5 separate regions of the Mus musculus genome follow, and all the other regions are linked to region 4. The links are chromatin contacts, called in public ChIA-PET, Hi-C and promoter capture Hi-C maps. All regions are on one chromosome and are shown on one strand. Each heading gives the region's core, a stretch centred on a gene start, on an enhancer-like site or on the middle of the called end of the contact. The rest is flanking DNA. Distances are from core to core; before and after follow the strand shown.

Evidence for each region. Promoter capture Hi-C pulls out the DNA fragments that hold promoters and counts their contacts. A called contact is a pair of places that touch in the nucleus more often than the background predicts. ChIA-PET counts read pairs in DNA pulled down with a chosen protein or histone mark.
Region 1: an RNA polymerase II ChIA-PET map of memory CD8 T cells shows a contact between it and region 4, with 7 read pairs. The contact joins the promoter of Anxa7 here to the promoter of Ap3m1 in region 4. A contact is called at or near these places in 2 of 39 promoter capture datasets (neural stem cells and pre-B cells) and 1 of 115 datasets of contacts at active chromatin or transcription factors (memory CD8 T cells).
Region 2: an RNA polymerase II ChIA-PET map of memory CD8 T cells shows a contact between it and region 4, with 15 read pairs. The contact joins the enhancer-like site here to the promoter of Ap3m1 in region 4. A contact is called at or near these places in 5 of 39 promoter capture datasets (the 3T3-L1 cell line, the SN4741 cell line, embryonic stem cells and 2 more), 5 of 115 datasets of contacts at active chromatin or transcription factors (acute myeloid leukemia, forebrain, large pre-B cells and 2 more) and 2 of 9 other capture datasets (adipose tissue and pancreatic islet).
Region 3: a contact with region 4 is called in a Hi-C map of embryonic stem cells, with 5 times the contacts expected there. The contact joins the promoter of Mrps16 here to the promoter of Ap3m1 in region 4. A contact is called at or near these places in 2 of 39 promoter capture datasets (cranial neural crest and pre-B cells), 1 of 484 Hi-C or Micro-C datasets (embryonic stem cells), 4 of 115 datasets of contacts at active chromatin or transcription factors (acute myeloid leukemia, embryonic stem cells, pancreatic cancer cells and 1 more) and 2 of 9 other capture datasets (adipose tissue and liver).
Region 5: a promoter capture Hi-C map of pre-B cells shows a contact between it and region 4, with 5 times the contacts expected there. The contact joins the promoter of Nudt13 here to the promoter of Ap3m1 in region 4. A contact is called at or near these places in 1 of 39 promoter capture datasets (pre-B cells) and 1 of 484 Hi-C or Micro-C datasets (CD4 T cells).

What each region holds. Positions count from the first base shown.
Region 1 is chr14:20,476,236-20,481,980 of GRCm38.p6, reverse strand. Anxa7 (annexin A7) reads left to right here and starts at 1,848. Exons shown (of 13, transcript NM_001110794.1): 1 at 1,848-2,086.
Region 2 is chr14:21,632,780-21,638,380 of GRCm38.p6, reverse strand. It overlaps Kat6b (K(lysine) acetyltransferase 6B), which reads right to left. Exons shown (of 17, transcript NM_017479.3): 11 at 3,744-3,905; 12 at 741-834. Among named protein-coding and RNA genes, the nearest start is that of Dupd1, 79 kb to the left of the region's middle. Within about 2 kb of position 1,605, at least 27 of the 459 cell types and tissues checked have an H3K27ac peak or open chromatin away from gene starts, as enhancers often do. A contact at or near this core is called in memory CD8 T cells, where this site is marked.
Region 3 is chr14:20,391,654-20,397,154 of GRCm38.p6, reverse strand. Mrps16 (mitochondrial ribosomal protein S16) reads left to right here and starts at 3,521. Exons shown (of 3, transcript NM_025440.3): 1 at 3,521-3,674; 2 at 5,002-5,262. The coding sequence starts at 3,662. It overlaps Cfap70 (cilia and flagella associated protein 70), which reads left to right. Exons shown (of 29, transcript NM_029698.1): 27 at 2,140-2,241; 28 at 2,475-2,522; 29 at 2,754-2,965. The coding sequence ends at 2,834.
Region 4 is chr14:21,050,136-21,055,797 of GRCm38.p6, reverse strand. It overlaps Ap3m1 (adaptor-related protein complex 3, mu 1 subunit), which reads left to right and starts at 3,356. Exons shown (of 9, transcript NM_018829.4): 1 at 3,356-3,658. It overlaps Adk (adenosine kinase), which reads right to left and starts at 3,224. Exons shown (of 11, transcript NM_134079.4): 1 at 3,098-3,224. The coding sequence starts at 3,159.
Region 5 is chr14:20,292,183-20,297,299 of GRCm38.p6, reverse strand. Nudt13 (nudix (nucleoside diphosphate linked moiety X)-type motif 13) reads right to left here and starts at 2,610. Exons shown (of 9, transcript NM_026341.3): 1 at 2,508-2,610.

The DNA of each region.
Region 1 (5,745 bases), core at 599-3,098, 570 kb after region 4:
GAATAATAGACCTTTCAACAAACCTTGCTAGAACAATTGGATAGCCACATGCAAAAGAGTAAAGTTGAAGCTCCAGTTCATATCATATAAAGTGAGTTTAAACTGTGTTGTGGGACATGCCTCTAATTCCAGTACAAATGCCGGTATGGCAGGAGGCTCAGGAACTGGGAGGCTGTCCTGGCTACACAGCAAGGCTAAAGTCAACAAAATCGACAGCACTCAGGAGGTAGAGGAAGAAGGATCAGTTCAAGCTCATCTGTGGTCGCACAGCAAGTTTTGAGGTCAGCTTGAGCTATATGAAGACCCAGCCTCAAACACTTTAAAATGGATCAGAGATCTAAAGAACTTCAATGCTTAGAATATATAAATCTTCATGAATTTGTACAATGTTTTCTTAGATATTACACGAGTAGCACAAATGTTGGCTTTCACACCAACTTGGGCAGCCATGTGCAGAGACTCCCCTTGTATGAAGCACCTAGAGACCTCCAGCTGCCAGGCTCCACCCCACAGGCTACTCGAACAGAAGAGTGGGAGTGGCCAGGCCCCGCCCTACAGAAAAAGAAGCTCATGATCTGGCCACCCTGGAAAGGTCTGCACCTCCCCGCCAAGACACCGGATAGAAAGCCTGCTTTCTGCTCACTTCTTCACTGCTTCTTTGCCAAGTCTATTCTGTAAGGTTTGATGTGTGGTGTGACTCTGCTATTCCTTGGCTCCAGGAATACCAGAGGATTCCAGGATACCTTTTACTTCTGGGATGTAACAATGAAAACAAAAAACTACCTTCTTTCAATTTTTTTTTTTTTTTTTTTTTTTTTTTTTTGGCTTTTTGGCTTTTTGAGACAGGATTTCTCTGTGTAGCCCTGACTGTCCTGGAACTCACTCTGTAGACCAGCCTGGCCTCGAATTCAGAAATTCAACTGCCTCAGCCTCCTAAGTGCTGGGATTAAAGGTGTGCGCCACCACTGCCTGGCTTACCTTATTTTAAATTTTATGTTTCAAATATCAAGTGAAAGTGCCTTGGGCCTGTGAGATGGCCCAGTGGTAAATGGGCCTTGCAGCCAAGCCTGGAAAACACAGTGGCATTCTCTCAACCTACATGGTGGAAAGGGAGCACTGTCTCCTCTTCCAAGTTGTCCTCTGACCTCCACATGTGCCCACACTCAGAAATATATCTTATACAAATAAACTTTTTTAAAAACTGTAGTATAGTGGAATTGGCGTGTGCTGAGGTGTGAAGGCATTTGTCTCCATGCCTTACCCAAGTGTTTACCGTGGAGCCTTATGACCTGAATTCCATCCCTGAAAATCACATGGTAGAGGAAGGGAAACAATCCCTACAAGTCATGCTCAGGCTTACATACCCAAATACAATTTTGTCGTGAAAGTGAAAGCCATGGTGGAGAGCTGGCTCAGTCAGGTGCAAATGCCAGCCTGTAATTCTATCACTGAAAATGCATACGTGAATCCCAGGAGCTCACTGATCAGCCATTCTTGCCTTACTGCCCATCAGTCCCAGTAAGACCAACCTTAAAAAAAAAAAAAAAAAAAAAAAAAAAAAAAAAAAAAAGAGGTGAACATTTGGTTGACCTGTAACCTCCATTCATCACTTCACTATGTCTCTGTGTATGTTTTCTTTCCATGTAAGTGCCTCAAATACTTAGTTCTATATATGGTGAGTTTAACACTAATGGACCAGTAGAACTTTGAACCCTGCTTAGTTTTGTTTAATTCAACTCCAGTTCTGTCTACTCACAATTCCCTATAGTCACATGAAACAAACCTAGGTTCTCAGGATCCCCGGAGGCCTGGAGCTCTCTATCTTTGAGTCCCTCTGCTCCGCCCACTTGCGCGGCTCCACCCAAAGCTGCAGTTCCTTTCTACAGTAGCACCACCTGGAGTAGATTTACCTCGCTGAGATATAGACACGTGTTAAAACTAGCTGAGCCACCTGAGGGGCGCAGCGTCCCGCCCGAGCTTGGGGGCGGTCCAAGCAGCTAGCACCCTCGCGCCGCCCATGCGCCACGCCCTCTGGCTCCATATTGCAGGAAAGCGGGCTAGGGTGTGACGCTGCTTTCTCGTTCAGGTGAGGACTCGCACCCCCTCCCCTTGCTGTTCTTCCGTCGGTCAGTCAGCTCGTTCCCAGTCCCTGGTCTGGTCTTCCAACCGTAGTCGTAGAGCCCCGCGCGTGTCCTAACGAGGTGGGCCTCCGGGTGGCGGACGCGGACTCGGACGCGTTTCGGGTGTTTGGGGTGGGTTGGGCATGCTTTCCCTGCGTGCTGGAGGACTGGGAAGGTCTGTGGGTAAATCACTCTGTTAGGCTTAGAGTGGGATGCCAGGCAGCAGTGGTACCCCGCTTTCGGTCAGTTGGGCCGCAAGTGGCGGACTTAAGGCCCGATGGTGGCCCTGGTGAAGCCCCTTGCCAGAAGGCCGACTAGCAGCTCCGAAAGCTGGCTTTGGCTAGTGACTAGACTTTTTGGTGACACAGCAAATTTAGAGGAACTTGAGGAATTTGTGCCGTGCTTAATGACATCTAGGGCAGAATTCACAAGCCTGATATGTAAGCTCCGGTTTAAAATTCTTGGAAACTATTCCAGTAACAATCTAGATTTTTTTTTCCTTGTCCTTGACCCATATCAGCCGTCTAGGTAAGCAAGATGCAGAGGGGAATGGCTAAACCAAGTGAAAAGACGAAAGGTATTTTACTGTTATCCATTACATTCCTTAATTGCTGCCAGGTGATAGCGAGCCATTCTGATAAAGCAATCTGCCCCAATTACAGTACAAGTGTAGTGAGCTACGGTTTAGGCCAGGAAATCATTAGAAACAAGTGGAGTAAATAATTTTGCTCCCGCAAACTTAAACCACCCTTTAGCCCTCGTGGTTAAGTAGAGGGCTACCTTCCCACGCAGAGGACTAAGCCCTGTTTCCCTGTTATCCTCAGTCATTGCTTTAAATGGCCCTTCCGGAACCTAGAGGCGGCTTTTGGGAAACTGTTTCTGTTCTTGCCTGGCCTAAGTCACACTTCCTGTTTCCCTTCCCAGTTTGTCACCGGTCCCCACCCCCAACCCCACCCTTAACTTCTTAGGCCTCTTGCCAGTTGAGAGACTGACATAGATCCACCCTTTTACTAACTGACTCACTGGGTGGAGATGGTTTGGAGAACCAAGATTGGATTTTCCAAGTTTTTCTAAAGGTTGTTTGTAACATTGTTAAAGGGAAAACAAAAGCTCTGGTTCACTCAGAAGAGTCCTGTTAACTTCAGCAGAGCTGAGTAATTTGTTGAGTCACCCTAGGGTTTGTTAGCCTTTTACAAAAAGTTTAAAGTCTACTTTTTGAAGTGATCACATGAGCAATGTTTAAAGGGGCTAAAAGGCCATGAAAAAATGAGCTGCTTTGTCGTTATACCCCCCACATACACACCCACACCCCACACACACCCCACACACACCTGCATGCACTCTCCCAGTCAGGCTGCACCCTTTTCTGCTTCCCTGTCTCCTTCCTGTGAGCTTGTTTACTGAGAGAAGAAAATGGGTGTATTTCTTTAGCAGAACGCTTGTTTTCCACCTGGCTTTGTTTAATTTACCACGTGTGGTAGATGGTTTTATTAATGGATTTTTTAAAAGGACTTTTAGAAGGTGTATAGTTTATAGCTTCACTTTATGAATATTCATGATTCACTTATCGCTAAGTGATGTTTAGATTATCTTGAACTACTTTTCCTATTACAGATGATGCTATGATGAATAGCCTAGTACCTATATAAATGTGCATTTGTGAAGGTATTTCTGTGACCTATATGGAAATGGCATTTCATTTCTGGTACTTAATAATCTTCAAGGTGCACTGAAATTGTTTCAGTTTTTCATATGCTAATACCTAGATAATCTTTGCTTTATTTATTTTTGTTTTGTTTTAAAAATCTTGGTATAAGTCCTCTAGGCCCTTAAAGGTAAGATTTAATATAGTAGTTAAAATGTAGAAATAGAACTTTGTCATTGGAGTGATTCACTCTTTTATCTGTGTGTGTACATGCATGTGTGTACAAGTTTGTGGGGCTGGGTGCACATGCCACAATGTGCATATGGAGGTCAGGAAAGTCTTGGGTGTGGGTCTCTGGCTACCTATCCATACACCAGGCTAGCTGGCCTGGAAACTTAAGGGGATTTCTTGGTCTTTACCTCCCATCTCACCACAGAGGTGCTGGAATTAGAGATCCGAGCTAGCTTGCCCAGCTTCTGGGGATCTGAATTCAGATCTTCAGACCTCTGTAGCAAGCACTTTACACAGTCACCTCCCCAGTCAGTTCTCCCTCTCCAGAGGCATACATGTGTTCTCCTTTACCCTCTCTCTTCCTTTCTTTCCCCCTCACTTCCTATCTCTTTCTCTCCCTGATTCCTCTTTCCCCTTCTCCCTCCCTCCCTCCCTCCCTCCCACTTACCTCTGAGCTACAGAGTCAGCCTTTTTGTGACCCTAAGCATTATTTCACAAATTACTTTCAGATTTCCCGCTTTTGATCCTGACCTCTTTCATTTGACCCTCTGACAGTCCTTTAGAAGCTGCAGGCTTGCCTTACGTAATCCTGATGGTAATCAAGAACAGAGAAGAAGAAAAAAGAGAAAGAATTTAGCTTCTTTCTCTTTTTATGCACAGGTTTTTGGCTTTCAATTAATTGAGACCAGACTGAGTCAATTTTATTAATATGTTACTGTCGTAGTGTGTGTGTGTGTGGGGGGGGGTATGTGTGTATTCATGTTTCTGCATATATGTGTGTGCTGGTGTGTACAATCGTAGAAGCCAGAAGCTGACATTAAATGACCTTCTCTGTTGTTCTCCACCTTATTTTTGGAGTCAATGCCTTTCTTGGAAGCTAGCACTCTCACTGATTGCTTAGACTGGCCATGGAGATTCCATCTGGTCTTCCCAGCCCCTAGCTCTGGGGTTCCATATTGTGCTGTCACACCTGGCTTTTTACACGGACACTGGGGGTTTGGAACTCAGATTATTGTGTATGGCAAGCAGTCTACAGACAGAGCCATTTCTCCAGCCTCTGTTTACCTTAATGACTTATAAACTTTGATATTATATATTCCCAATCATAGCTTCGTGCCTATGATTATGTCAAGGGGCACTGTAATAGCACACTTATTATCACATCCTCTTATATTGGACACACAAAAAGGCTGCATGCATTCTTTTTCCTGAATAGTGTATCAGCACCCAGACTACTGCTTATTATGCTGAGAACTGAATTGAATGGATTTGTTATCTTTTGCTGTTGGGTACCTGACGCAGGCACTCTGCACACGAGGGTTATGCCACTGACCTGCACCTCTACTTGTTTGCTATCTCGAGGTGAAAGAAATAGAAGTCATTTATGTCTACATTGAGGATAAACACACTATGTTAAATTAAGCAAATTAGAAAATAGTTCCAGAAATGCCAAAATGCCGTGGTACCAAAGTATAATCAACATTAACTTGGAAGTTTTGTTAGAAATACAGAATCTTGGGCTGGTGAGAGGGCTCGGGAGCTAAAGGTATGTCCTAGCTTGGTTTCCACTGCTGTGATAAAGAAGATCTTGACCAGAAGTAACCTGGAGGGGAATGGGTTTATTTCATCTTGTACTTCCAGGTGACAGTCCATTATGAGGGAAATCAGGGCAGGAACTCAACAAAGGGACCTGAAAGCAGGAACTGAAGTAGAGACCCCAGAGAAGCACTGCTTTTTTTCTTGTTCCTC
Region 2 (5,601 bases), core at 356-2,855, 580 kb before region 4:
AGAGTCCTATCATCACAGGGTAAGGGGCTCACAGGCTACTATCTCTCTAAATGCAGCTTGAGCCTTAGTATGAAATAAGCAAGAAGAGAGACAGCGGCTAAGAAAGAAGCACAGCCGCTGCATTGTTGCAAGCATCCAGCCGCTGCATTGTTGCAAGCATCCAGCCGCTGCATTGTTGCAAGCATCCAGCCGCTGCACTGTTGCAAGCATCCAGCTTTAACCAGAGAGGCTCAGGGCTACAAGTGCATATGAAGCCAGCAGCTCCTGAGAAACCTCGTTACCAACAGCTTCTGCAACAGTGAGAGGGAAGTAACTAGAGCCTCCTCAGGTGAACAGGCTCTCTTTACCCCTGCTCTCCTCTGCTCCACAAAGACTACTGGGCAAAATCTGAGAAAGCGAAAACTCCTTGTAACTAACAATCGCTTGTGCTTATTCCCAATAATTACCTAATGGTATAGTGAGCACAGTGCCACAGAACTCTACCAGCTCATTGCAGGTAATGGCTTTCTGAGGCAAGGGCACTGTGGTGAGATCTAGTCTCATTTTCCCTGAGTGTAAGTGGGTGTCAGGGAAACTGTCACGTGAGGAAGATCTTCTAACTCAGGTGGTTATAAACAGAAGACCCACTATGTACGATTACAAAAAGAAAACAGCACAGCAGGTTAAATAAAGCTTTATGCGGTACAGTTTCCTGAAACAGCCGGCAGCTACTCTGGAAGGAAGTAATGTATTTCACTTACTGAAATCAATGAGAAAGCGTCCAAATCCTTGCCTTTGGTGCTGGGGCATGATCATTATGCAGGACACATTATACTTCTGCTGGCAGAGCTTTTCCTATGGGAAAAAGAAGCATAGTAAGTATGTCAGAGCTCTGCTGCAGTGGGCAAGTCCCAGTACCTGCCACCGTCCTTGTAAAGCTATCCGCTAAGGTCAAACAGTGGCTTGGGTCAGGACCAATCAGAGTAATCCTACCATGCTGATCAAGTAAGTAACAACAAAGCACCCTCTCTGGCTATGCTTCTCAGATGTATCTGCATTCTACAAAGTTAGGAGCATAAAATCCGTATAGGGAATCTAGGAAATGTGTGCAGGGTGAAAGAACCGCCACAGGAGGGAACGACGCTCTCCTTGCTCACACAACTGCAGAAACGGAGAAAACACCACCTAGTCCACCCAGTGGAGTAAACTGGGCTTTGGCGGGCAGCCCTACTGCGTGATAATCTACAACTCGACAATGGCAAGCTGGCCTCTGCCTCTGAGTAAATCCCCCAGTGGCACTGGAATGGCAGACACGTGAGTGGACACACAAACAAATGTGTCTCCTGTGAGTCAGAAGGCCAAGTAGAAATAATTAAAGTCGGCACCTCAAACCAGGAAAATCAAACAACAACAAAGACACCAAGAAACCCCAAAGCCTCTGAACAACAGTGAGACGGAAATCCTATCAACAGGCTAAAGCCAGGAGGGGGTCTGAGTAGAGCTCTGGACAGCTCTAAGAACTAAGGGTTCACAATCGCAATATCGAATTCACAGTACACAGACACCACCAAAACCTACACAGAGAAGATCTGGAAAAGGCTTCTGAGGCCGTGAGTGCTGTGGCCAAATATAAACCACAAATGAGGCTGCTCACAAATAGAACCACATCACAAGATCACTTCAGAACACTCAGATCTTTAACGAACCAGTTTCAAAGACCACAGGAAACAACTGTGGAAAAAAGTCTAAAGGGCAAAAATGAAAGAAGATGAGCCCCACTTTTGTGTACTTGTAGCTGTCTGTGGCATCTCTAAGCCTTGAGAAGTAACAACGAGACTCTAGGAGATAAATTGCCCATCCCTGGATGTGCATGCCAATAGTAAAGGCTCAAATAATTAATTTTACTGTGCAAAGTAAGATAAATGGGTCACTCTATCTAAAAAGAGATGTACTCTGGGCAAAGAGGATTTATATCCTTGATGCCAGCCCTTTCTCTGTCCAGAACTGTTCTCAGCCATGAGAGTTCACTGAAATATAATCCAACAGCAATCCACTTCCTTTTCTTAATAGATGGACCTAGCCCAGTAAGTAAGTAAAAAGCCTGCTGTGCCGGTGTGAGCCTCCAGGAGCACGAGGCTTAAATCCACATTGAACAGAAGGGCTGCCAGACTTGGTGGTGTACCTTCTAATCCCAGCACTCGGGACGCAGAGGCAGAGGCAGGTATTTCTTGGTAAGTTCCAGGACAGCCTGGTCTACAGAGAGAGTTCCAGTAAAGCCAGGGCTGTTGCACAGAGAAACACTGTCTGGAGTGGGTGGGGAGTGGATGTTCAGGAGGCAGAAGACAGGCAGATCTCTGAATTCTAGCATAGCCAGAGCTAAATAGTGTGATTCTGTTCAAAAAACAAAAACAAATAAACAATGAAGAAAGAAAGAAAGAAAGAGAGAGAGAGAGGGAGAGAGAGAGAGAGAGAGAGAGAGAGAGAGAGAGAGAAAGAAAGAAAGAAAGAAAGAAAGAAGGAAAGAGAGTCAGTCAAAATAGCTGCACACAGGGATGAGACAGGAGGACCTCTGGATGGTTCATGTGTCTGGAGGGAGAGAACACTGAGGGACATGGACAGTCTTGCCATGCCGTCTTGGCTGACCACAAACTGGTGATCCCTTGTCTTAGCCCTCTGAGTATTTATATTAGCAGCATATGCCAACACACCGGGAAGATAGTCTAGCTTCTTATTTCCTGTGAAAACAGCACTTCTATGGAGTGTTTCATCATGAACATTAAAGAAAAGCAGATCCAATAAAGTCACTCATCTGCTGAGCGTCTGGATAATTACCATCTCTGTTTCTGTAACCATTCTTGGGTGCATACCCAGGGAAAGTTCAACACCTGGCAAACACATTCCAAACCAGCTCTCTTTCAAGGTGCATGACTTAGCAACAGCAGTTTCTGAGCAGTTTCTTCTGGAGAAGAGCTCTGAACCAGTGAAAAGACGAGCCACTGTGCCTTAGTATGCAAGTTCTTCCCCATGTTGACTGCTAGAGACAGGTAGGTTTCCTACAGGCAAGACTCCCTTAGAACTTAAAAACCACAGCACAGATCATGAGAGGCAGCGGTGGAAAACCAGCCACCTATCAACTAGGCCATCAATTGCCAGTGGTGTTTTTGTTTTTGTTTTAATTACATGTATTCCTTGGTGTGTGTGGGGTGGGAGGCAGGGCAGGGTAGGGTGCATGCGGACAACTTCTGGGAGTCAGTTCTCTCCTACCAAGCAGGTCCTGGACGTTTCTCAGGAGCCATCTCAGCAGCCCACACCAATGCTCTAACACTGGATACTGCTGACCACGAGGTAGGAAATGAGCCAGAGAGGCTGAGGTCTTAAGTGCTCCATCACAGAAAGCTTCATGTGCACACCACTTAAAAGAAGAAAGAAGCTCAACATTTGGAAATCAAAGCTGCGAGGCAGTCTACAAGGTGGTAATGAAATGTCGCATGGTCACTGTCAGCACAGCACAGGGTTCTGGGGTCCTTTACACACTTCCTAGGCACCTTTTGTTGTTATTTGTTTTGTTTCTTGTTTGTGTCCTTTCAAATGAGCTTTAAACAAAAAGCTGAGGTTTTCAGAAACATGAGCCACTTACTCAAATTATTGTCATAAAAATACAAAAACAAGAGAAAACAAAACAAAAAAACCCTGTTCAAAGACCTGAGCTCCACTAAAAACATTTGCAAGCAAGCGAGAGAAGGCCATGCTGGCTCGTGGTTTACCTTGGAGAAGTATCCAACCAGATGACAGCCTTTTTCATCATTTTTTGTAAGGACATAAAAAAGGAATGGCTCAACATCATAATACAATGTTTTGTGGTCCAGGAAGAGCTTGGCTAACAAGCAAAGGTTTTGGCAATAAATTTTACTCATATTCCCATCAACCTAGAAAAAGAGAAACAGACAACATTATTTAACATAAAAGTATCATCAGAATATAAACTTGCTTCTTCTGTATATCATTTTAAAAAGTATATAATTTTATTTCTAAATCCTACACTCTAAGATTAAAATACTCCATTAAACAAAGACAGTGTTAACCAGGGAACAGCTGTTACTTGCAGAGCCAGAATCCCATCTTTCCTCTTGTTAAGGTAAATTCAAGACAGCTAACGTCTCCTCCTTAAGCTCGTTCAAGAAACAGCAACGTTAGCAAAGTCACTTTCACTTGCAATTTATTATGAGTTAAAATTTATCAGGCATGCCCTCTTACTTTTAAATTGGAGCCAAGTAAATCTGAAAATTAAAAAAACAAATAAAAATTTCATCATGCATGCCAAACTTTTGTTATTTTCAAAAGGACTTCAAATAAAAATAATATAAATGAACCGCCTGAGTTATTCTGATTCTTCAAAAGTGTGGATTAAACAGCAGAGGCATCCATTTTAGTTTTATCCCAAGTATCATTTTAATATAACTGGAGAATATACAATCTCTGTGTTGGGAATAATTACAGAGAGAGTCAGGTGAATTTAAACCTACAGTAAGTGTAATGATTATAGTCTACTTCTCTTCAAAATAAAAGACTCAAGCTGGGACACCGAGGCCTCCACAGGAGCTAAGGCACAGAAACCAATGTCTTTGATCAAATGTAGTGACTTGCTGAAACAGAGAGCCAAACAGACCCCACACTCTTCTTAGGGGAGTCAGGTTTTGCTAACCCGAGCTCTTTGACAATGAACTTGACCATTCCCAGGTCTCCTGTGGACCATACTGGTTCTTATACTGCACAAATTATTTTTAGATTTCATATAACTATTTCCCTTGGACAGAACCTTAGTCCCACACATAGCAACATAATCAAATACAGGCAACTGGCACTGAGGATACAATTCTCTCTTTAATTAAAGGACGTTTTGATGTATTTGGGAGTATGGTCCTTTTGGAAACAGTGCCGTACACAAGAACTAATGGCGATGTACATCTGTGCATCAGAAACAGAAATGAAAACACTGAAACAATCTCCGATCAATCAGAAGTCTAGGAAAAGAGACAGGTACAGAAGAGACTCACAAAACCAAAATCACAGATACGGTTTACTTCTTTCTAAATCACAGAAAAGATCCGAAAGTTTCCTTTCCAAAGCTGATACCTTCAATCAAGATGCTAGAATAGGGCCTTAGGGTTTCCTCCACACCCTCAGTGTAGGAATGAACTACACTCCTGGGCGACTTTCATCTCTGTGCTTTCAAACACATGTCTAACAAGACTGATTATCCTGCCCAGATGACTTCCTGATAGATTAGAGCGTCCACACACAGCCTTACTCATGATGATTTATTCAATAATTACTTAAGGCAAACAATGTGTTTTGCTGTCTGGGAAAAGATGAACAGTCGTTTCAATTTTCTTTCGGTTGGAGGAAAAGCATCCAGGGCACGAGGAAAGGACCAAACAGTAAAGCTGGCACAACGCAAAGGCTCCCTGAGACCAACTCTCTCCCCTGCCTTCTTGGGGCTGCCTGAGTGGCAGCCCGACAGTACATCAAGTGGGGTAACCTGTACTTGGTATCCTTCACCTCCCACCCTCTTTCTGCTCAGATATGTGGCTGCTGAGGCATTTTTGGTTGTCACGAATGGAC
Region 3 (5,501 bases), core at 2,272-4,771, 660 kb after region 4:
CAAGTGGATTGTGGGGGCTTATGGGGATGGTGGGATGGCAGTGGTCTAATGAAAAAACTGTACTTCAAAATTGTTCATGAACAGAAACCTGGACTAGGAAACTAAAAATATCTTAAAAAAACAAAACAAAACAAAACAAAACAAAAAACCATGAAAACCTGGCCTGAGGAATCTGAGATGTAGAGAGACAGAGGGTAGCTCCCAGGCCCACACAAGCAGCTGTAGCGTCAATGTTTTTCTTTAAGTCTTTTTTTTTTTTTTTTTTTTTTTTAAATCAAGGACTGTTTGAAATTGTCCTTAGTTGTAAAGAGAAGAAAATGCCTTCCCATCACTGTCACCCTGATTCGGCAGTCATTAGCTTTAGATGCTCATTGTCTTCATCTTTGTCCCAGGGTTTCTCGCTAGAGCCTTTCAAGGTGAATTTTAGACATGAGACATCTCATCTGCAAATCCCTTAACATGGTCAGACTTGAATATAATTCCTGTCTTGCCTAGTACTAAAGATGGAGTTCTCCCATACCCAGGATGGTCTCAAACTCACTACCACAGATAACAATGAACTCTCAAGCTCTCTCTCTTACCTACCAAAACTGGGATGACAGACACAGGATTTTCTACCTAAACCATGATGTTATTGGCATCTGTCATGTTCACAGAGTCCCTGCCTGAGGCTGGGGATACCACCTTCAGAGCTGTCAACATGCCTTTGATCCCATCAATCAGGAGGCAGAGGCCAGGTAGTTCTCTATGAAGCCAAGGCCAGCCTGGTCTATACAGCAAGTTCCAGGCCAGCCAGGGCTACAGTAAGATCCTGTCTCAAGAAAAAAAAGTTGTTTTCTGTGCGTGTGCTCCATCACACCCCACACCTTTATCCCTCTTGATCTTGTGCCTCTAACAAACTCCAACTTACCCCTCATGGTCCATTTTAGTGATGTTTCTTCTCTGAGGCCATTTTTCTTCAGTCTTAGGGTAGATCTGATACTATTTCTTTGTGTCACCTTTAGGTCATAAGTGTACTTTTGCTCTGGAAATATTTATTTTGTAGAACTGTTTATGTATTTGATTTTTCATTATATTTGTTTATTTATCTACCAGTGAGGTCTCTGAGGGCAGGGGCTGTATATGTACATACATACTTTAATTCTTAGTATCATGTATATTGCTGAGCAGAGTACACTTCAGCAAATGTATGTCGACTGAATACATGTCTGTAAAACTTAAGGTGTGAGTCAAAACATGGACATGGCTGGAAAGCTGTGCTTCATATTTTCACAGCCTTTGAAACTCACTGTTCTTTTAACACAGAAAACAAACAGAAAACAAAATCTTGGCCTGGGGGCTCATAAATACAATCCCAATTCCTGATCAGCTGAGGAAGGAAGATAGTTTCAAGTTCAAGGCTAGCCTGAAATACCTGAGTTTCCAGCCATAAGTTTCACTAACAGGAACACTCAGTCTCTAAATAATTTAAAAAACAAAAATAAACAAAAAATGAGAGGAAAGATATATACCTACCATATATCCATCCACAAATAATGTTTTTTAATAGTTACATAATTATGTAGGACATATAAAGTATATGCTACATATGAATTCAGAAACACTGGTGAATTTTGAAGGTTTTTTTTTGTTTTTGTTTTTGTTTTTTTTTTGAGTAGCACTGGTATAGGTCGTGGACATCTATTGGTTGAATAGCAGATTCATCTAAGCTGACTCTAGTTGTGTTTTATGAAGTAGAAAAGAGGCCAGGATATGTTTTGGTAGAGGTGTGGTATAGTGAGGTGGGAGAGGTTGCCTCTGTGGGCCCATGCTGAGGCACCCCTTCCCCCTGAGGGACCAGCCACACAACAGATACAGTATAGAATAGAGTTTATTTAGGGCATGTGTAAGGGAGTTGAGAAAGTAGTAGAGACAGAGAAAGGGGGGGGGGCGGGGAGGGAAGAAGAGGAGAAGAGGGAAGGCCAGAATCATTGAGAGAGAGAGAGAGAGCAAAGAGAGGAGCTCCTTTCATAGTAAACTAGGCATACCTGGCAATTGCCAGGTAACCGTGGGGTGGAGCCTAGAAGGAATTCTAACAACTCTACTATGCTTAAGTGGAAACCAATTTGGACTGTATCTCCTAACTCTCTCTCTGCCAAGCTGGAGGAGCTCACGGAAGCTGAGGATGCTCTGTCTGAAGCCAACGCGTTGAATAACTGCAACGCCGAAGTGTGGGCCTATCTGGCTCTGGTCTGCCTGAAAGTGAGTGTTTCTTATTGTCCCTTCACAAGGCCCTCTCAGGGGTCAGGTGAAGGCCCAACTAAGAAAGAAAGGTAAGCTGGCTGTTAGCACACAGCAACTGAAGTTGGAAGAGTTCCAGATTTGTCTCTACTGATGACAAGGAGAATGTTCTGGGCGGTTCCTCCTTGAGATGGATGTGGTCAGTAACCTCCGATTCACATTTTACTAGGAAAGATGTTAATTGCTTCTTTCAGGTTGGACGACAACTGGAAGCAGAGCAGGCTTATAAGTACACAATAAAGGTATGCGACAGCTGATTGCCATTCTGAGAGTGTACAGACCATGAGAGCGCTCAGTGCCTGATGAATTCCCACCCAAGATCCAATACATTCCAATTCTTTGAGAGCTTCCATGGTGTCGAGAATACAGGAGAGGCCCATCCCGTCCCCACAAATCTGGAGCCTCTTAAATTAGGGGTCTTCAAAGTCACCTGGTGTGTTGGACATAACTTCTTCCCTGCCTTGTTTCTGCAGCTGAAACTGAAAGACCAGGCTCTACTTGAAGAAATCCACACTGTACAGGAAATGGTTGGTTTTGGAAATCCATCTTTCTGACAGCCTTACAAGTGGATATTTAATATGGAGCCCCAAGCACGTTTCCTTTCCAAACTGTCACCAGATGAAGCCTGCCCATCCCCACCCCTTTAGTTCACATTAAAAAAATATAAACCCCAAACTCAAAATTTATCATGTTTCTGGAGTCGTATGTATAGCACATTATATTTTATATGCTCTTATGTACATGTAGCTAATTAATAGCCACTATTTGTGGGTAGATATCTGGCATAATGGTGTGACTATTAGAATTACTTTTTAAAGTTTATCTGATCACCTTGTTGGTAAGATTCCCTGGAGGTGCACAATTGCCAAAGTTCTGGACCAATGTTACTGGGGCTTGGAAATTAAGGCAACATCTTCAAAGGTGGGACCAGAATACAACTGTGCTGTGTCACACACAGTTGACAGTGGGTAAGAGAACAGAGGATATTCCGGAGGCGGGGGAACCGTCGCAGGATGGAACGGCCTGCAAGGAACTCAGCACCGCCGCGGACAGGAAAGTCTCCCGCACGCCGCAGGCACTCAGCTGAAGACCGCCAGCAGCCCACGCCTACAGACACGCCTCTTCCGTAGCAGTCAAGGATCAGTCACCGGCGCCCTGTGGCACTCCCGGCGCTCGGTTGCCCTCCCGTGCGCATTGGAAGAGAAAGCGGAAGGGGCGGGCCGATCGGCCGGAGGCTTCCGCAGAGGGCTTTCCGGCTCTGGAGTGGTGCGGACGTCGCGTCGTGTGCCCGCCGGCCGCTTGGGGGCGCTCTTCCGGGCTTCAGGCTCTGTGCCGCGGGGCTGTGCAGCGGGACAGCTGGAGAGCCGCTCGCCCAGGCACCATGGTCCAGCTCAGTGAGTGCGCGGGGCTTCCGGGCGGGCGTGGGCTGCGGCGACCCGGGCTAGGCGCGGCCACATCGCCTTCCAGCGGAGCTTCGTCTCAGTCCGTCTCGCTTTTAGCAGTGGTCTCACTGGGTAGCTCTGGCTGGCCTGGAACTCGCAGCGTAAAGACGGGCTGGCTTCGAACTCCTTCCTAGACAGACCTTTGCCTCTGCCTCCCAAAGGCCCTGTGATTAGAGGCGTGCGCCACCGCGCCCAGCCTGTCTCAGTTTTTTACCACACATCGTAGAAATCGTTTTACAGATGAGGCACCTAAGGGTAAGACAAGGTCATGGCTTAGTAAATGGTGTTAGGGTCCGAGAATTTGGAAATAATCCAATATGAAAACCAAGTTTAAACCAGCAAGCTTATTTTAAAAGCTAATATTTCGGGGAGACGGCTGGGTTCGGGGTCCAAAACGTGACAGCGTGGGGCAAGACAGGACAACCTTTTAAAACATAAAAACCACAAATTGGATGGGCTAGGGACCACATGCATGGTTTTCCATACCTGTCATTTTAAGTGGGTTACTACCGGTCAAGTACCTCAGTTGGCTTTTTTTTTTTTTTAAACTTTTTATTAGGTATTTTCCTCATTTACATTATGCTATCCCAAAAGTCCCCCATACCCACCCCCCACTCCCCTACCCACCCACTCCCCCTTTTTGGCCCTGGCGTACCCCTGTACTGGGGCATATAAAGTTTGCAAGTCCAATGGGCCTCTCTTTCCAGTGATGGCCGACTAGGCCATCTTTTGATACATATGCAGCTAGAGACAAGAGCTCCTGGGTACTGGTTAGTTCATATTGTTGTTCCACCTATAGGGTCTCAGTTGGCTTCTTAACTTGGCCTGGATTGAGGCCAGCCAGTCAGAGCCTATATAGTGGCTGGTTGGTTTCAGTCCGGACTAGTTGCTAACCAACAAGGCATAGGGTGAGATATTGTGGCCTAAGTTCATATGGGGCGCCTGGGGCCAGAAGCCATTTCTGGGAATTCAGCTGTTTCTTAGAATTTATCTTAGTACAAAGTGGAGACTATTTACAAGATGGAGTCTCCAAGGGTAAAGTGGACCCCAACCTCGGCAGGACTGTGTTATGTGGATTTGGAAAAAAGGAGGTATGTCTGGTCTGGAGGGGTTAAGGAGGAGTTTCACCCACACGATTGTATCTAAGCTGGATGGGGCAGGGCATAGATTGGAAGTGAGAACATTGCAGTAGAAGGAGGAATTGTGCCTTTACCTTATATTACCTTATATTTTGAGTCTACTAAACATTTTTGCACCCTAACGAACTATTTCTCTACAGCAACCATTTTCTGCAAAGCCTACCACGGAGGCCACCTAACCATACGCCTTGCTTTGGGTGGCTGCACCAACCGGCCTTTTTACCGCATTGTGGCTGCTCACAACAAGTGCCCCAGGGATGGCCGATTTGTGGAGCAGTTGGGCTCCTATGATCCACTACCCAACAGTCACGGAGAAAAACTAGTTGCCCTCAACCTGGACCGTATCCGGCATTGGATTGGCTGTGGGGCTCACCTCTCTAAGCCTATGGAGAAACTTCTAGGTAAACCAGCCCTGAGCTTAGATAATTTAACAGATGTTATACTGTGGTCAACTCTGTGAGGATGGAAAAGAAGAATGGTTTCTATTCCATCCAAGCTGCTCTGGACAGGAGTGGAGGGTGAAGTAGTGTAACTGCCGTTTTTTAATCTGGAGACCCCCTTTATGGTCTCCTTTAGAACACTCCAAGTGACTGGGATTTTGTGCAAAAAAAATGGGACAACTGTGTCGTGGATACCTGCC
Region 4 (5,662 bases), core at 2,107-4,606:
ATCTCTACAGCTGTCAGATGTTGTGGTTTACAAAGGGACTCACTATATAACCTTGGTTGACCCGAGCCTGCCTCTGCCTCTGCGTCCAAACTGCAGGGATTAAAGACATGGGCCACCATGCCAGCTTTTCGCTTGTTTTAAATCACATTTAGTTGTTTGTTTATTGTCTGTGTGCGTGTATAAGTGCATACCAAACGGGCTGTCTTAGTAAGGGTTCATTGCTGTGAAGAGACAGCATGAGGACGGCAACTTTTTTTTTTTTTTTTGGTTTTTCGAGACAGGGTTTCTCTGTATAGCTCTGGCTGTCCTGAAACTCACTTTGTAGAAATCCGCCTGCCTCTGCCTCCCAAGTGCTGGGATTAAAGGCATGCGCCACCATGTCCGGCTGAGGACAGCAACTCTTATAAAGGAAACATTTAATTGGGGCTGGGTTTCGGAGATTTAGTCCATTATCCTCATGGTGGGAAGCATGATGGTGTACAGGTGGGCACAGTGCTGAAGGAGCTGAGAGTCCGATTCTTGATCCATAGATGACAGAAGAATCCTTATTGCACTATGCCTAGCTTGAGCATAGTGAGACCTGAAAGCCATAGTGACACACTTCCTCCAATAAAGCCACACCTACTCCAACAAGGCCATACCTCCTAACAGCACTACTTATTATGGGCCTAGCATTCAAACAGGTAAGTCCATGAGGACCATTCCTATTGAAAGCACCACATGGGTCCTGGATCTGGATTAACACAGGTCATTAGGCTTGGCAGCAAGCACTTTTCCTCTCTGAGCCATCTCACCAGCATCTTTAAACTTTACTCCACTCCCCTACTCCACCAAAATTATCACCAAGTTTTGCTAAATGTTTCGTCTAAGATAAAATTCCCCAAGTTAAAAATCACTTCCTAGGCTGGAAGGATGGCTCAATGGTTAAGAGCAAACTGCTCTTTCAGAAGAGCTGATTGGGCTCCCAGCACCCACGTCAGATGGCTCATAACTGATTCTCTTCAACTCTAGATCCAGGGCATACAAAGCCCTCTTCTGGCATACATGTGACACACATTCACACAAACACACACACATACACATAAATAAAAATAAGAACTATTTTCCTAAAGATAACTGACAACTCACAAATTCCTAAATTCTTTTCCTAATATCTATAAATGCTTTTTACTAATTTATATGTTCTCCACTGACGAATTCTATACATTAAACTGTGCCTACAATTTATGCTGTTTTCTCTCACAGTTAAACAAAATTGGTAGAAATCTCTTAACTGCCAGGAAAATCATAGAGCAATTCAGCCGAAATGCATTATCATTCAGCAATCCTAACTAACAAAGGGAGGAACAGTCTACTCAAAGGTCTCTGCATAAAATTAAAGAATCCATACAGTCAAAATCTTTTAACTTCACCTGTGCAGAAAGCAATAGGTTAGCATTATGGAAAGTGAATTTTATTCCTCTAAATTATCTACAATTTTAAATAGACAGATATGTATATGGCTCTTCATTTTTGGTAAAATTGAGATAATTATAGAAATGGTCTTATCAGGTTGGTTTGGATTTGAGTTAAAATACGTAGAATGCAGAAACAGCACCTGGCATATACATATCTAAGTATTAATCATTACCATGGATCATTTTTAAAAATGCATACTCGAATAGAAGCATGTCTTGGATGTTGTGTAAACACACTAGAACCAAATAATAAACTTGAATCCTGATGCCCAGGGTTCGAATTTTCCTTTCTTAAATGTTTTCTTTGAGCTTCAATATCCTCACCTGTAAAATAAGGTTAATCCCTGCATTTCTTTCATGGAGGCTTCTTTATACCGTTACTTCAGATGGTAAGCACTGTTAAAATGGATCATCATAATATATAAAGTATCATTTTTATTAAAAGAAAATCTAAGGAGACAGTATGCGTTTATTCAGTGGGCGGGGCCAGAGGACAACAGAAGAACAGAATAGGTTCACTCCGTCCACCACGTGTGTCCTGGAGTCTGACTGAACTCAGGTCATCCGACTTGGCAGCAAATGCCCTTATCTGCTGAGCCATCTCACTGACCCAGATAATCTAAAATTTAAAATAAAACATCCTCAGTTTTTTGGTTGTTTTTTTTTTAATGTTTTACGTTTGTGGTATTAGACATGCACAATAACCTTCTAAGAATAATAGGCACTAAATAAACCCACTAAAAGGGACCTGCTCAGACCCATTCCACCAAGAACATGATTTGGGACCCCCCAACTTTCCTTTTCAGTTGTGAATCAATTCTCCTTTTGAACATGGAAAAAATATGTTGAAATAAATGGAATTTGCCTTGTATAATCAGTAACAGGCCCACGGTTTTAAATCAGTTTGATGCGTCTATTTTTAGGTAGCAAAATCACTGCCTTCCAATGAGCACTTCAAAGTCATCAGACACTGAGCGCGCTGGACTTTATACTTATTAGGAAGAAATTTTTTTTAAAAAAACGAACGGCTTTTTGTAAATGAAAGTTGCAACATCAATTGTGCGTCAGGTGTTGGGAGAGAGAGCTCTCCGCTCCTGCCAAATATGCAAAGGGGAAAAAAAGAAAAACAAACAAAAACTTTCCTAACCTAAGCCTGAGGTTGCTTGGGGGTCCCATGAAGGGGGTCTCCAAAGATGATTTCAGAAAGCTGACGGAAAACTCAAAACGCTCTTCTGCAACGCCTTCTGAAGAATTCCAAGAATGTTATCTTTTACCAGGGTCCAGGAGGCGCCGGGCGCCTTCCCGCTAAATACCCTAGGAAAGGATGCAGCTCCAGATAGGTCCTTTGGGGTCGCGCTAGCGCGGCCCGCGAAGACAAGCACGTGGCGCCAGAGGAAGGCTCGGCCCCCGGGCCAGCAGCTCTGATTGGTCAGTGGCTGCCAGGGCCGAGAATGCACCTGAGCAGAGTCCAGAACAAGAGGGCACTGAGGGGAACAGCAGCTACGCGGGCAACTCCCCGAGCTGCAGGTCCAGCGCGTTGGCCCCACGAACGCAGCCACCAACCAGCTGCGCCAGCCCACGTGGGCCTTGGCTCACTGCGAGTGCCATCTCCCTCCTCCCCCACGTAGGGCAGCTCTCACCTCAGCGCTTGTGGCGCTTCCACCTTGAGCTTTTTGGGCTTGGGCTCGTCCGCAGCTGCCATCTTCACACTCTCACCGTAGTTTGGCTCTGCCGCGCGTCCCGCCCCTCAGTCCGGTGGCCCCGCCCCTCAGCTCGTCACCGCCCCCTTTCCACTAAGCCCCGCCTCTCCAAGCTCCGCCCAATCCGTGACTCTAGTCCATAACCATTGGCTCTACGCGCTTCCCTACAGGACCTCGATTACTACGGTAAGGGACCCCAAACGGAGTTAGGCTGCGGGTGAGCGCCTGCGCTCAGGGAGTGCCAACCTCCCCGTTCCTTCAGCCCCTGAGTAATGTGGAAGAGTCAGATCTTCAACCTCTGTAGACACCGAGCCTCTCACTGAACGCCGTTCCGCTCGTTGTGTCTATCTAGTCCAGCCGACCTCCTTGGTGCCTCTGCGGCTGCTAGTCAGGCAATCTGCTGGGCACTCCGAGCGCGGGGTCCTCGCGGCATTCTCTGCTGCTTCAGCTGCGGTGCAGAGAGGACCCGGCACCGAATCACTGAGTCGCCCAGGTGTCGGGGTGAGTGTGAGGGCGGGGAGTCTCCGGGCTGGAGACCTCTCCAAAGCCGGGGAGTAGACCGCATAGCTCCGGCTCGGGACTCTAGCCTGGGCTCCAGGAGCGTCCCCGCTGCTGTGCACCGGGGCCGCGCCTGCCCGGCACGTCCGGGCTTTCTAGCCAGCTGGGCCGGAAGGGAGCGGTGCACCTGCCACGTAGGGTTCTCGGACCCTGGACCCCAGGCACGGGAAATGTCATCTATAGTGAGGTGCAGTACCGACGACTTGAATTTGTAGGACCCCAGGTTTGGCCTTGGAGGGCAAGTCCCCTGAAGAAGCTAAGAACGCTCTCTTTATAGGGTGGCGCCTGCGTGAGCTGGCCTGGGATGGGGAAACAGTGAGTAGGGTGTTGCAGCTTCTCAGGAGACAGGTGACAGGGCTGTAAACTAAGAAGGTGGCCTGGAGAATGGAAACATAATGAGGGGTGGGCTGATTGGATGCAGTGGATTTGTTTGATATTGAAGCTTTAACTTCCTAGTTGAGAAGTTGAGTCACTGTAAAAATCCGGCGTTCTCGCGGGGAAAGAATTTTTTTTTTTTTTTTTTGGTGGCATTTGGGATTTTGACTTGAAAACACATTACACAGAAGAAAAGGAATTTTCTGCAGGCAAATATATAAATCCTTCCTCTGTATTGAAAGAAGAAAACGTGCCCCCCTTTTGAGAGAGTCCCACTGCTATTATCGTCTGTTTCTCAGTGTCTTCCTGGTTTTTAAACATTTTTTTTTTACATTTATTTGTTTGTTGTATGTGTGTTGCATGCCACAATATACATGTAGAATTCAGAGACCAACTTCTGGGCCACAATTCTCTCCTTCCACCATGAGGGTCTTAGTGCTCAAACTCAGGTCCTTAGGCTTGCTAGCAGACACCTTTTTTGATGAGCCATCTCAGTCTCCTTATCTTTGTTTTACCTACTTGCTGCTTTTAGCTAAGAACCACACTGCTATGCCGTTGCCAACATCCTACTGAGTTATCACTAAAATTACTTTAACCAACATCACCCATCACATCAAATATGACAATCATATATTCTCGGTATAGATTTAAAAAAAAAAGTCTTGGAGCTGGAGAGATGGCTTGTCAGTTAAGAGCACTAGATGCACTTTTGATGAACCAGGTTCAATTCCTGGCCCTCACACAGTGGCTGACAACTGTCTGTAACTCCAGTCCCACGGGGATCCTACTCCCCCTACTGGCCTTCTTGGGCACTGCACACTCAGTGTACAGATACATATGCAGACAGAGCACCCATACAAATACAATAAAAACTTAAAGAAAAAAAACAAAACTACTTGCGAATCAGAAAAGTTAACCCCCTTTTAATGCATAAGACATAGATATATTTTAAGTAGGCATGTGTTTTGGGGTTTTTTTTTTTTTTCTAATTTGTGTGGGAGATGCTGCAGAGAACCCAAGTTCAGGTCTTAACAACCAATAACTCCAGGGAATCTGATGTACTTTTCTGGCCTCTGCAAGTACCTGCACTCACATGACATATACAAACAGAAATACATACAAAATTAAAGTTTAAAAAACTTGGGTTGTGAGCTGCCTGAGATGGGTGCTAGGAACTGAACTCTGGTCCTCGGCCGAAGCAGTAGATGGTTTTAATCCCACCCCCTGTATCTCCAGCTTTAAGGGATCCACTGTCCGCTCCTGGTCCTCATGGACCTGCATTTACATGCACAAACCCACACTCAAATACACATAATACACATCTAAATTATTGAAAAAAAAAGTCTTATCAAACAGTCTGTAGGGAACAGTATGATTTGCTGAGGGTAAAAGACTGGAAATGTTAGATCATTGGTGGCCAGCAGTCATGGCATATGCCTTTAATCCCAGCACTTGGGTGGTAGAGGCAAGCAGACTCTTGTGTTAGAGGCCAGCCTGGTCTACAGAGTGAATTCCAGGACAGCCGAGGTTACACAGAGAAACCCTATCTTGAGAATAAAAAGGAAAATTTTA
Region 5 (5,117 bases), core at 1,361-3,860, 760 kb after region 4:
TTTAGTGGGGATGGGGGTGTAGCTCGAGGATGTGGCTCAGCTATAGGATGTAGACAACTTGCCTAACATGCATGGGGCTCAAGGTTTAATTTTTAGCAACCCCCCCAATTATGATTAAACAGAATAATAAATAGCTTTTAAATTTAGAATGATCTGTGTAGTAGCAGGAAAGAGTATTCATAACATATTATTAAATGAGAAATGCCCATAAGGCAATGGGGAGAAGCTGGTCAAAGGGCACACAGTTCCACTTGGACAGGATATGTAAGTTCTGTAGATCTGCAGTACTGATGGTGACCATATACACTTGAAAACTAAGAGACCTTAAACGTGCTTATCGCAACGAACAACTACAAATATATAAGGTAATAGATATATTAGCTTGATTTACTTAATAAGATATACAAATATAAAATATTATACTGTATACTATATATATATATTTTTTTTATCAATTTACTGTTATTATTGTTGCTTTCTAAGATGAGTCTGGCCTAGAACTCACAATGTAGTCTAGGCTGGCCTTGAGCTAGAGGCAATCCTCCTATATCAGACCCCTACATGCTGAGATAAACACACATACCCAGCACCATACCTGGGTTTATTTGCCAATTATATATTCAGCTAGACAGGTGGAAAGACAAGTAATATTTGATTGGTCACCATTACCTAATTTATGTATAATTAAGAGAACAGATAAACATTCTGGGGTACATAAATTAATTTTTGTTTTGTTTTGTTATTTTGAGGTTAGATCTTTGCTTAAGTGGGCTAGGCTGGCCTTGAACCATGGCAATCTCCTGCCTCTGACTCTAGAGTGCTGAAATTACAAGTGTACAACACTTCACTTATCTGGAGTTACTTGGGTTTGTTTGTTTTCTGGTTTTGAGAAGGTGTCATATAACCCAAGCTGGCCTTGAACCCCATCCTCCTGCTACTGCCTATTGAATGCTGAGATTATAATTAGGCTTTTGTATTTTTCAGAAGTACACAGACTATAGACAGTGGCTAGTTTAGGAGAAAGAGATGGCGATGAAGGTTGACAGGGGCACATGCAATTAAACTGTTCATTTGTACACTTACAATTGTGTGTGTATGTGTGTGTGTGTGTGATGCATATGTGTTTGGTGCCTAAGTATGTGACTGCATGTGCATGATGCATATGCATGTGACTGTGAGAGAGAGAGATACTGCAGGCACACACATGCCACAGGATAAGTGTACAGGTCAGAGGACACCCTCAGGTGTTGGTCCTCACCCTCCACCTTATTTTGAGCCATGATATTTCTGTCATTCATCACTGTGTATACTAGGCTGGTTAGCCTGTGAGCTTCCAGAGAGTCACAGATGTGCACTATTGCACCCCACTTTACATGGGTCCTGGGGACTCAAACTCAGCAAGCACTTTATCTGCTGAGCCACTTTTCCAGCCCTGACTAAAATTTACTTATTTATTTTTACTGATTTTAAATTTCATTTATTTATTTATTTTTGAGACAAAGTATCACTCTGTAACCCAGGCTGGCCTCAGACTCATAGCGACTCTTTTGCTTCAGCAGGAAGGATTATAGGCTATCTTTAAATTTTAAAGCACATGCATATACATACATACACACACATATATATGTATATATAAATACAATAATGTATAACAAAACCAGTAGTTTCCAGGACTAACGGCTAAAAGAGGTTATTTTCACGCTACTGGAAATTTAGGCTACTGGAATTCCTCTGGTGAGGTTAATGGGTCCTGGGAATCGAGCTGTAACTACTCACTGCTCTTGTATGGCCATACAGCTACCTGGTTTCTTGTCCAATATTTGATACCAAATTAATTTTAGCCAACTGTCGATTATCATGGCCTGACGACTGGACAATATGTCAAACAGCATCCCCACACTTGACGCTCCTGGTGTGTGTGTATACAAAGAATTATCGATGAGATGAAAGGTAACGTTGTTTTTACTCAAAACTAATAAATGCCAAGGCATTTGAACGTATGAACTAACAACTTCTATGGCACACACACACACATTTCTCATTCTGTTCATCTTTCCAGATGGAATGACTTGAAAGGCATAAAGCGTGACCGTGGGTTCCTCCTGAATCTTCACAGGTGCCCAGGGAGCAGCCACTCCACTGTGGACTTCGATGGCTGGGAATGCTGGAAGCTGATGAGCAGCCGTGTTGCAGACTTCACGGTCTCTGTGCCCTGGTTTATATAAAAAGCTTTATGGTTTATTTCTAAAAGATCCCGCCACCATTTAAAAAATTAAGAGAAAAGGTGAAATATTGGAAACTTCCATTTTAAATAGCTCTTCAAAAATATTTCAGAAAATATTTAGAGGTACTCAATGTTGGGTACAAAAACGTCCGGTTTCTCGAGATTTGAAAGGTTTAAGTTAAAACTGTCAAACTCTGTAACCGAGAGCGTCTGGCAAGTTTTGATTATGGCTCCTTACTACATCCTAGTTGCACTTAGAACAGGTTTCGTTTCCTGTACTCACTCTTTTCGAGATGCCTTCTATGCCCCAATGGTCTGCACGCCCCTGGAAACTCCAAATGTTCAAGTTCAAATGGTTTCTCTTTTCCCTTCCCAGTGGGATTGACGCTTTGCCACACCTCCCAGAATCCTCCTTAAAGATGCACTCTGGGAAATGTAGTTTCATCGCTACAGCGCACGTAGGGGTGGTTGGGTAAGTGGAAATCTGACACACTTCCCAGCAGTCTCAGAGAGATTACCGATGCACTCTGGGAATTGTAGTTCAACTTTTAGGCCGGGAGCTTGTAACCTTGGGTTGCAAAGTTAACCTTATAAAGCATATAGTGAAACCCACCACAAACAAATAGCTTTAACAGTTTCCAGATCTTCTGGGCTAGATGCTGCTTAGCTGAATTGGTGAGCCCCAGGTTCAGTGGGAGACCCTGCCTCAATGAACAAAGGGGAAAGCCATGGAGGAAGACATTCCATGTCAACTTTACCCTCTACACCCACATACTTTAATGTGCACCCATGGACACACATGTGCCATGTACATATGAACATGAAAAAAAAATCTTTTTTTAAGGTTAGGAGTTCCGGGCTTAGCCGGGCGTGGTGGTGCATGCCTTTAATCCCAGCACTTGGGAGGCAGAGGCAGGTGGATTTCAGAGTTCAAGGCCAGCCTGGTCTACAGAGTGAGTTCCAGGACAGCCAGGGCTATACAGAGAAACCCTGTCTCGAAAAACAAAAACAAAAACAAAAAAAGGAGTTCCAGGCCTGCCTTTAATCCCAGGAGACAGAGGCAGAGCCCTCTGAATTTGAGGTCAGCCCAGTGTACACAGTAGACTCAGGTTATCAGGGGTGCATACTGATACCTTGCTTTAAATAAACGAGGGACTGTGCTTAGGTATATAGACGCTTTAGGTAAAACTCTTACCTTGGTCAATCAGTAGGATCAATCACCATCTAAGACGAATCTCCAGTAAAGCTACTTGGGGCTGCTTTCTTTCTTACTATGGGAGTTGCTTGCTTCTGTGAGAAGCCAGTGCTATTAACCACTAAGCCATTTCCCTAGCTCTTCAAAATATAATTAATGAGACAAAATATTAAAAGTACAGGATACATAAAAAATGCATCTTAATGTAAACAAAATTCTATGGGAGAAAACAAAATAAATAACTGTACACACGGTTGTAAGTGCTGGGGCAGAAGTTAAAGCATGGTAAGAGGAGGAGCGGTTTTGCTATTTTACGTAGGATGGATAGCCTCATTGTTAAGGCAACACTGGAATAAAGAGCTTGACAGAGCTGACAGGAACAGCCAAGTTAGGATTTGTGGGGAGAGACTTGTAGACAGAGTAAAATAAGCTCGTGCAAAGGCCCTGGGGTGGAGATGTGCCTGGCGGGTGTAAAGAAAGGTTAGGACTGGGGCTGGAGAAATGGCAGAATGGTTTAGAGTCCTGATTGTTCTTCTAGAGGACCTGGATTTGAGTCCCAGCTTCAATATAACAGCTTACAACCTTCTGGAACTCTAGTTCCAAGGGATCTGAGGTCCTCTTCTGGCCTCTGTGGGCATTGCTCAAATGTGGTACACAGTATACACAGACAAAACACCCATAACACATAACAATAAAAGGTAAAACAAAGAAATGTAGGACAGATCATTATAGATGAGGTCAAAAAATAGACAGGCACTAGATCACACGGAGCCTCACGAGTGTTATGTTTTTATAAAGCCATTATAATGTTCTGGGTTTATTCCGAGAGGGATAGAATGTCACCAAAGGGCTTAAGCGGAACAAGAGGACATTTTAAAAGAACCATTGTAGGGACAAGGTTACTAACTCCTGAATATAGATCTGAACACAGATCTAGATCATCAGAAAAAGGACAGCAGGCCTAGTTTAATGGCTAGCCAGTTTTTAATGGTGAGAGGAACGTGTGTGTGTGTGTGTGTGTATAAAAAGAGAGAATGTGTGGGTCTATCTGTCTCTCTCTGTGTCTGTCTGTCTGTCTGTCTCTCTCTCTCTCTCTCTCTCTGTGTGTGTGTGTGTGTAGTGTGTGTATAAAGAGAGAGAATGTGTGTGTCTGTCTGTCTGTCTGTCTGTCTGTCTGTCTCTCTCTCTCTCTCTCTCTCTCTCTCTCTGTGTATGTGTGTAGTGTGTGTAGGCCATTAGACATCATTCCTCAGGCACTGTTCACATGGGTGTTTGAGACAAAATCTCTCAGCCTGAAACTCTCCAAGTCGGCTATGCTAGCTAGTCATCAAACCCTGGGAACCTGTCTGTCTCTTCCTCCCCAGTGCTGGGATTATAAGTGCAGGCCACTGTGCCCAGTTTTTTCCATCAAGAATACAGAATGGAACCTCAGAGATGGTTCACCAGATAAATGACCTTGCTGCTACGTCCTCAGCACCTACATGATGGATAGGGAGAACCGACTCCTAAAGCTGTCCTCTGACCTCCACACCAGAGCCATGGCCCGCACACTAAATTTATTAATTAATGTAAAATATATAGATGGCATCTGAGGAATAACACCCAGGGCTGAACTTTGACATCCTCATGCACACATGTGCGTACAAACACACAGACACACACACACACACACACACACAGTTGGCACCAATAAACTTT